Regions from separate parts of the Gossypium arboreum genome. Here region 2 is linked to region 1. The links are chromatin contacts, called in public Hi-C maps. All regions are on one chromosome and are shown on one strand. The core of a region is the stretch at or near the end of the contact, and the rest is flanking DNA. Distances in the headings are between cores, read along the strand shown.

Region 1 (4,823 bases), core at 1,009-3,508:
TGTAGCGAATCAAGCTCAACATGTTGAAGCATCACTTAATAGGCAAATAACATAACAATTTACAACTAATTTATCTACATCTAAAAACTTGTATATATGTTGTTTGATGGTTGACATTTCAGGGTTGTTGATACGGAATTGGAGCGGAGGAAGCGGTAAAAGGATCGAATTCAAGTCGTTTGACTCAAGAAGGAAAGATTTGGATATGATCTGAAAAGAAGAAATAAAAAAATGTAGTAATAGAGAAATCGAACATAGTAAAAGAAGAAATTCGAGAATAAAAAACAAATAAAAAATTATAAATAAATAAGAAATAGAAATTAAAAAAGAACGAAATCGAAGATGGACGAGTAAACCGATGGATATGATGGATAGAAGGATAAATGTCCAATTGAACCCTTTGAGATATAAATTCCAACAAACTCAATTAATGACTCTAATCAACCCTCCATGAAATAATCCTTGGAAAATTGAAGGGTGAAGAATGAATTCTCACGACTCCTTGAAGAAAATCGAGAAGAAAACTACTTCTAAAAATCATAATAAAGAAATATTACACAAAGAAACAACCTCTCAAAGTTGAAAACTTTATTAATAACAACAATTGTCTAATTTGTGTACAATGCAAAGGCATATATATAAGTTAGCTAAATAAATTTAAATAAAACTCTTAAGTATACTAGAACTCGAATTAATCTGAACAAGAAGTAGTTTTAAACTAAACTTTTTGTTGACATAAAACTCCTAAATAACTTAAACTACTTAATAATTATTAAAAATTCAGAATAATAAAAGAATAAGAGTTGATAAATACAATATTAGACTCATATATAATAAAAATTAAGCCCAAAACCCGAATCCAATATGACTTAAACTTGAGTTAAATGCCCGAAACTCGTAATTCCCATCATAATCCCGTCCAGAAATTCTGCTCGCACAGTCTTCACTAAAATGATCATAACTTGAGCTCCCGAACTCAAAATCGAGTGATTTAAAGTGTGTTTCGAAACTAAGAGTTAGGTCTTTGAACACCATAAGACATCTCAATCCAGAAATGCCTAGATACCATCCAAAAAGTTGTCACACGTCTACTGATTTCCCAAACTTAAAAATTGGCAGCTTTGGTGAATGAAATTTATTAAATTTCATCCCATTCGTGCATGTATCAGTTCTGCTTTTAGAGCCTATGATGAAAGCTCGAGATAAAAAAATCGTGAAAACTTTCTTGAATTGTTATTGCTATTAGCATCTTATGATAAAAAAGATGAAGATATTTTGAAAAGTGCTCCACAAAATGCTACATTTACTTTTTCAACAATGTGGAAAAATATGTTGCAAATTTATGTTGATAGAGTTCATAATGTAATTAGTGAATATATTGGTGATAAAGTTCTACATTTTTGTAGATAAAGTGAGAGACAAGTTAAAAAAAAAAAAAGCAACTGAAAATTGTTTTGAGTTTTTTTTATAAACAATTATAGGTAAAAGAATGGTTTTTTATATAGTCCATGTTAAAGATATTACAACAATGACTTTGAAAATGAGATTTTTAATGTTCTCTTACAACTAGTTTTGACATACAAAATATGTGAGATCAAGGTTACAATGGAAAAAACAATATGTGTGGGGGGATTTAATGGCTTATAAGCTTGCCTTTTGAATAAATGTCGATATACTTATTATGTTCACTGTTTTACTTATTGTTTTTTGTTAGCATTGGCTGCAGCAGCTAAAAAAGTGATTGAAGGGCATCAATTTTTTTAAAAATACTAGTCTAATATTATTAATATTACTTCTTCTTCTTCTAAATGTCACGATGAATTAAAAAAAATCCAAACAGCTAAAATAATTCGTTTGTATCCATCACCTAGTTAGCAACTAGAATATGTATGAATCAGATTAACTCTTTATAGCTAATGATGCCTGAACTGAATCAGTTTTATCCGAACACTAGAAAAAAACCAATTAGATTGTAAATCAAGAAAAACCGTGGTTAAACCACGAACCAAAAAACCAGTAAAAAATTATTCAGGCCGATTTTTCAAAAATTAAAGCTTCTTCAGGCTGGGTCAAGCCTGAAATAAAAGCTCAATCAACCTATTAAGCAAATGCATTTAACCCAAATAAAAAATAAAATCAAATATAATTAAAAAGCAAAAACTAAAACACACACACGTGACCCAGACCTACTTCTGCCTCAGTCTTCAGTCTTCTTTCCTGTTCGTCTCCCTCAACCACCGATCCCTTCGACTTCGGCTTGCCATCTCTATTCCAGTCTCCGGACATCCCAAATTTGAGATTAGATCTACTTTCGCTTTTTGATGTCCCTACTGTTACTGGTCACCTGAGGTGATGTTTTAGTTGGACTTATATTGTTCTTTTAATTGGACTGATATGAGATAAAGTTCTAGTGCATTATCCAAAAGGATTATGCTTTATCAAATCCATTGATGCATCCAACATGATTTCAGATGTCCAAACTCTTGCCAACTTGTTTTTAGATGTTGTGAAAATTGTTGGTCCTAACTATGTGGTGCAACTAATTACAGATAATACTAAAATTATAAACCCAATTGCTTTGTGATAAGTAAAATATTAATAATGTATCCATTTATTTAAGTAGTAATTTAGATCTAACTCAAATCTAAATCACATAAACACATATATATACCTTGAATTTGGAGTATTTAATATATATATATATATATATATATATTACGTACTAACATATTTATAACTACAAGGCCTAGTAAATCCATGAAAGTCCAACTTAACAAGTTGGGGCCATGTTTGTCCCAATTTAACAACCCAACTTTACCTTGAAATATGTAAAATTTGTGTATGATTTGCAAGATTTTCTTATAAAAAGGGTAAAGCACAAAAAAATATAACTAAATTATTACTTTTCTTCTATTTTAGTCACTTAAATATAATTTTTTAATTTAATTATTATATTCTTTAAAATTAAATACTTTAGTCATTCTCTATTAGTTGTCGTTAGTTGAGTGACGAAAAATTAATGTAAAATATTTTATATTAGTCTAATAATAAATTTAATTTTATAATATGTAGACATTATATCAATACGATATTAAATATAAAAATATCAATAAATTTAAGTTTTAATATTTATAAATATAATAAATAAAATCGATTCCATTTCGTATGAATGCTTTATATGAAAGTTTATATTTACGCAATGGTGACGGAAGAGGAATGATAAAAGAAAAAAAGAGAGTAAAAAAAGCTGTTTATTTTGTTACTCTTTACGTCTTTTTTATTTTTCCTGTTCTTTTTGTCCCGCATGAAATTTATCTGCTATTTCTTCTTCATGGTGTCGCCCCGTCCCTATCACATCCTTTTCATTTCACACTTAAAAATAATTAATAATATTATTAAATATTTAGATTCATATTTGTATTAGAAAACGTAAGTATACCTATCTTTAATATTCACGTTTATTTTGATGGATTGAATATTAACTTAATTGACATATATATTAGTATTAATGTAGGAGGATGTGAATTTAAGTGTATTAAAATATATTATCTTCTTATTTATAGATTGAGGAGGACTATGAATAAACTATTTTAATATTAACTTATGTATTTGTTATTTTTTACTGCTGTCTAATTAGTGAAGTTTTAGAAGATTAACTAAGAAAACAACAACCCAATGATTAATGGACACCTTAGAAATCATAATGATAATAATAATTAAAAAAATCCATCAAATTCTTATATCTTTCATAAGAAGCATTAATGATAAGGATAGTCATGGGTGTGATCTGTTATGGGAATATTTGAAGTAATTCAACTTCATCTATTTAAACATCAAACTATATATATCTTTTTAAAAAATATCTCATCATATTGTGTCTCAATTTTTTATATTATTTTTAAAATATTTAGGGTTCATTGCTTCATATATAATTTAGGTTCAAGTCACACTAATCGTGTTATTGTTAAACATTTACTCTTCTCTTATAATTCACAAAAATAAAAAGAATAAAACAATCTCTCTTATTAAATTAGTTAAATACAATTTTATGTATATATACTTATTAACAAAATAAGATATCATATTTTTCCATCCACTGACAATTAGAAGCAGCCTTGGGTTGATTTTTTAAAATGTTTGAAAATTTTTAATAATTTTAATTAAAAGAAATTATTAGGAAGAAAAAACAACAACCTTAACCAACAAGTTTTATCACTATCATCACTAATCATTAAAGATTATGCATATTTTAGTAGTAGAATAATTTATTCTTACAAAACATAAATGTGATTAAATTGCTGGTAATTTGACAGAATTTTTTTCATCAAAATATTTATATACGCATTAATCTGGTGATATTTTCTTTTACATATATATAAATCATAAACCCATAATAAATTATTATAATTGTGAAAAATCAAATAATAAATCATAATTAAAACTAAGAGATATATAAAATAAATTTGATTATAATTAAAAACGAAAAAAGGTGTAATTATATTTAATTAATGATAAATTAAAAAAAAAAGAGGAAGAAAATGGGCATTTTAAGGGCTAATATAAAGCGGAAATGAACAAAAAGTAGGGGTGGGTTTTAAGAGATAAATTGTAACGCACGCCAACTAAGCAGTGGACAACTTCACGTGAATACCACCACGTCCACACCTCTTTATTTTATTCTCAATTATTTTTTATTTTTTAAACCCCCACCTGCAATCATTGTGCGTGGGACACACTTGCTATTCTATTTTTCTATATAAATGATTAAAATAAGTTCTCCTACATTTTCTAGTTTCATAAGCAACATTAAAAGGCTGTTCTTT
Region 2 (4,823 bases), core at 834-3,333, 41 kb before region 1:
GCTCAAAAGTTATCTTGGCTGAAGTTGCCGTACTCATACTTTCGGCTGCACTACACAATCTATCTATCTGCCTAGATAGTTTTGAAACCCTCCCAACTAGTTTTGGTACTTTCTCTTTACCCTTGTTGAGATGAGAAGAATCTGACTCTGGAGATCTCTTTTTCTGGTTCGGTGGCTCTGACTGGTGCTCGGATTCGGAGTGAGCCTGAGGATTCTGTTCCATGCAATGGTTATCCATCTCATTGAAATGTTCACCCATTGCCTTTTTCGACATTTGAATATCTTCTACAGCGACAACCTCCTCAACCTCTACTTTAGGCGGTTCATCATCATCAGTTCCATCAATCGACGGTAGACCAAATGTGGGTGTGAAAGTTACGTCGTCATTGATACCCTGAAACATCCAATCTAATTTGTTTTCTAATTCTGGATCAATACCACCATTTTTGAACTTTGTAGCCTCAGGCATTAGCTGCACATTTATACATGAGTGTTATTGATCTTATATACGAGAAAATAGAAAAAAGGATTAATAAAATCTTCGTTATGAAAATCAATCATGTACCTTTAACTTTTTTTCCCACCATGCCTCTGAAGTATCGATATTGTTCTTATTAGGATCCCAACCCAAACAGGTATCATTCCCTTTGAGCTGTTTCCATAGCTTCCATTCTTTTTTCAGTAGATCCCATCGATTCTTCAGCTGCGACTTTTCATATTCTTTACCAGTTTCTTTGTTAAAATTCGCAACCAACCTCGACCACCCTTCCTTTTTAAAGTAAGTTCCTCGCCTACAATTATGATCTTTTTCCTTTATGCAAAGATCACAGAATATCATCGTTAAGTTCCTGTCCCATACTGCCTTGATTTTTTCATTACTCCTACCTCGAGGAACCTCTACCGTAAGAATTCGAGCATTCTTCATCTATAACAAAGTTTTTCAAAATTAAAAGAGAAAAAGAATCATACAAACAAGCCAGTTATAGAAACACAAAAGAAATAGAAAAAAAAAATCATCTATTAAGAACTTAAGATCATCAAAGTATAAGCCATTTCCGTTTCCGAACAAAAATATACTTTAATCAGAGAATCACAGTTCAACCAACCAAACATATCCGATAGTGACCAAGCCAATAAGATTCCAGATTCGTTTATATACAGCCACATACTCACAGTAGCATCAATCGCTCACATTCGCATGCAAAAGTTGTAGGTTTGCAGATACACATATGGTTCCCAATACTAGGTGCATCCATGTCCTCGAATCAAAGAGTTGAACTTGGTTCAATACTCTTACAAAATAGTAACACTCCTCTATACATACATACATACATACATACATTAATGTATGTATGTATGTATGTATGTATAACAGACCCAGAGGCATTTACTTACATACAAAAGACACGTTTATGCATAAATAAATACACTAATTCGTACATGAAGACATAAAAAAGGCACATTCATACATAAATATACTCTCATTCTTACATACATGCTGAAACACAGATAGACACGCAACAAGGGAAAAAAAAATAAGTGAATATAATAGTCACTCTTGAAACCCTAAAATAATACATTAATAATTAGATAAATAAAATAATTAGCTCTTCATTGTTCAAGCCATGAAAAAATAACACGGAAAAAAACAAACCCATTGGAGGAAAATTGCAGAGCAACACAACATAACCAAAATCCATTAATCAAAAAGCATTAAAATAAAAAACCCAGAAATGAAAAACACAAAAGAATCTATTTTTATCATCACGGACGAAATTTAAACCCCAAATTGGTGGGTTGATAAAGAAGAAACAAACGAAAAGAAAAATGGTACCTTGGGTCAAAATGAGGATGAAAAATCTATGGTTTAATGCATGAAATAAAGGGAAGAGAATTGAGATTTTTGTTGGAGAGAAAGTGATGAATCTGGGAAAGAGAACTTTGTTGCGGTTGCCCAAACGCGTGCGTTGATGGACGTTTTGGTCCCAAACGCGGTCACGAGATGGAATTGCGAATTTCGTTTGGGATTGCGTTTGAACGCAATGCCCGATTATGCCACGTGGAGCTGTTAACGTCTCGTTTGGCTGAAAATTGAGAAAGAAAAGAAAGGAAATTGGTTTTTTACGTATAATATCATATTTACTCTTCTATGTTTACATCTTTTATCATTGGCTTTTTTTTTTTAAACTAAATTTGACCCTTAATCTCTTAAAAAAATCATTTTATCTTTGAAAAGTGTTGAATTGCTGTTTCTTAATAGAAAAATTGACTAAAATGTTATTTTTTTAAATGACAACTCACATGGCAATCTACATATAATTCAAGTTAATTTTTACGAATTTTTATATATTTTTAAATATTTTTATAATTTTAAATTATTTGTTAACATGGTATATAAAATAATATGTGTTATATCACCTGAAGTATACATGGATTGCCATGCCAACATAGTTAAAATTTTAATATTTTAGTTATCATTTCTATTTCAAAAACGATTTAACCTTTTTGAAGGTTTAATTGTCAAATTTAGCTAAAAGAAAGAATGAAGGTCAAATTAACAAAATATGTAAACTTTAAGGTCTAAATTTAATATTATATCTTTTTTACTTAAACACCATAATTTTTTTTCTAAAATAGAAATGTTTTAAGATTATGTAAGGTAGTGTTTGGAAAGCTACCTGATAATTAAATTTTGGTGTAATTGCTTATAATTACACGATGATGACATGTTTGGGTAACTATTATAATTGATGGGCCCTATCGAATTGAATGTAATTGGAGTACTCTAATTACACTTTTCAATTCTTAAGGGGAGAGTAAGAATTGGAGTAATTACTACACTCAAAGTGTTGTAAATTCATTAATAAATGGATGTCCATAACCCCTTCAAATTTATCCTATTGTAACCTCTAAAGAATGTGTCACATCCCAAAAAGCATGTTTGAAGAAATTGGGTTAGTAAGACCAAGAGTGGTCACATCATGTTTTTGAGTAAAGGTTGTGAGAATTATGACAAATGAAGTGATCTAGTTCATTAGTTAAGTGTTATACCTGTGTGAGTGAAGTTCTAAGTGTGAATCATTTGACTTGCATTTTTGCTAATTTTTACCTAAACCCTTATCTTTGAACATCTAGTTTATAAATTATTTTCGCTTAATTGTTGACAATAATGAGGTTGCTGGTTCATTGATAAAACTTCAGCTTACCCTTTGATTTTGTGTTTAAGTCCTCATGTGTGCAAAGTGAAAATTGTTTTTATTTTGAACTCTGAGAGAATCTGATTGGTGATTAGTTAATGTGATTTAATGGGATGTCGGTAGTTCTGAATTAATCCAAAAATCTCTCTTACGTTCCTCTCTCTCCCATTCCCCCACTCCTTTTGTCCAAAGTTTTCCACTTTATCCACATCTTTTCTTCTTTCTTTTTTTTACTGTAAACTTTGGTTAATAAGGAAAAATTGTTTTTGTTCTTTTCACTTTCTCTTACTGCCATCTCTTCTATTTTTCTTTTATCATTTTGGTGTGTCATACTTTTGCATTCTCAATCTTTTAATCATCTTATGGGTAAGTGTTGGTTGTTATTCTACTGTAGTAATGTAGTATTTTTCTTTAGTTCGCATGGAGTTAGAAAGATTCATTTTCTTTATCTTAATAGTTTTTATGTTGAGTCTGCTCATTTTAGTACTGATAAGAGTGTGTTGTGAGACGAACAACGATCCTCTAGCAAGTTAAGTACTGATAAAGGCTGCCATTAAATCACCGTTTTCTTCAGGGTAAGTATTCAAATACCAGTTTTGGGGGTTGTTTTTAGTAAAGAGAAAGTTAATTATTAGTCTAATTCATGGTTGTTAATTAGTATGATTTAATGTCGTATGTAGGATTCAGGAGTGCTCTGTTCTGTGGCTAATCAGAAATAACATCAGGTGTGTGAATCTAACCCGAAACTTCGATTAGAACTCAGAAAAGCTCAAAAATAAAGGTTGTTTTTGGAACTACTCTGCGTCACATGGCCGTGTGGCTGGCCGTGTATTAGCCCTTGTGCACCACACGGGTGTGTGGTTGGCCGTGTACCAGGAGGTGTGATCGACCGTGTGCCAAGCTGTGTGGAGCACACGAGCATGTATGATTGCATGAGCAATTTTGGTAAGTCGTGTAGGACATATAGGTAGGTCAGGTAGGCTATGTTCGCCCATTTTTTTGAAATTTTCATTTAGGCCCATTTTGTAACACCCCTAACCATATCCGTCGCCGGAATAAGGTTCGGAGCATTATCGGAGTTTAAATTTCAAAACTATCAAAAATTTAATCATTTAATAATTCAACATCAATCATAGAAAAGTCAATCAATATCATACATATTGTCCCTTATATGAGCCCTCGAGACCTTAAAAACACATTAGAATCAAGTTGGGACTAAATTGGAAACATATAGAATTTTTAGAAAAAGATGAAAATTTTCAAACTACAAGGATCACACAGCTGAGACACATGCTCATGTCTCAGGCCGTGTGGCGTTCGAAGTAGGGACACACGGTCGTGTCCCAGCCCATTTAATTCTCTAACTTGGGTCATACGGCCAAGTCGCACGCTCGTGTGCCTGGTTGTGTACCCTCAAACTGCAACCTTTAAAAACCTACAGGGGACACACAACCGTGTCGTGTAGCTGTGTGTCACACATGGCTGAGGCACATGCAATTGTCTTAGGCTGCATTGATGAGAAAGAGGTCATTTTCAAACCATTTTTTTCACCCTAAACATGCTCACACATACAAAACATTTGCACTTACAATCAAGCTCTCAAACATACCTAAAATATGTATAATA

The links. Hi-C and Micro-C count contacts between places; a contact is called where the count stands out from the background.
Region 2: a Hi-C map of leaf shows a contact between it and region 1, with 2.6 times the contacts expected there. The contact joins the promoter of LOC108471198 here to the enhancer-like site in region 1. A contact is called at or near these places in 2 of 5 Hi-C or Micro-C datasets (both in leaf).

The regions. Positions count from the first base shown.
Region 1 is chr11:118,010,101-118,014,923 of ASM2569848v2, reverse strand. No RefSeq gene overlaps it. Among protein-coding and RNA genes, the nearest start is that of LOC128283459, 13 kb to the left of the region's middle. Within about 2 kb of position 2,258, at least 2 of the 2 cell types and tissues checked have an H3K27ac peak or open chromatin away from gene starts, as enhancers often do. A contact at or near this core is called in leaf, where this site is marked.
Region 2 is chr11:118,050,473-118,055,295 of ASM2569848v2, reverse strand. LOC108471198 (L10-interacting MYB domain-containing protein-like) reads right to left here and starts at 2,083. Exons shown (of 3, transcript XM_017772806.2): 1 at 1,835-2,083; 2 at 566-925; 3 at 1-472. The coding sequence starts at 925.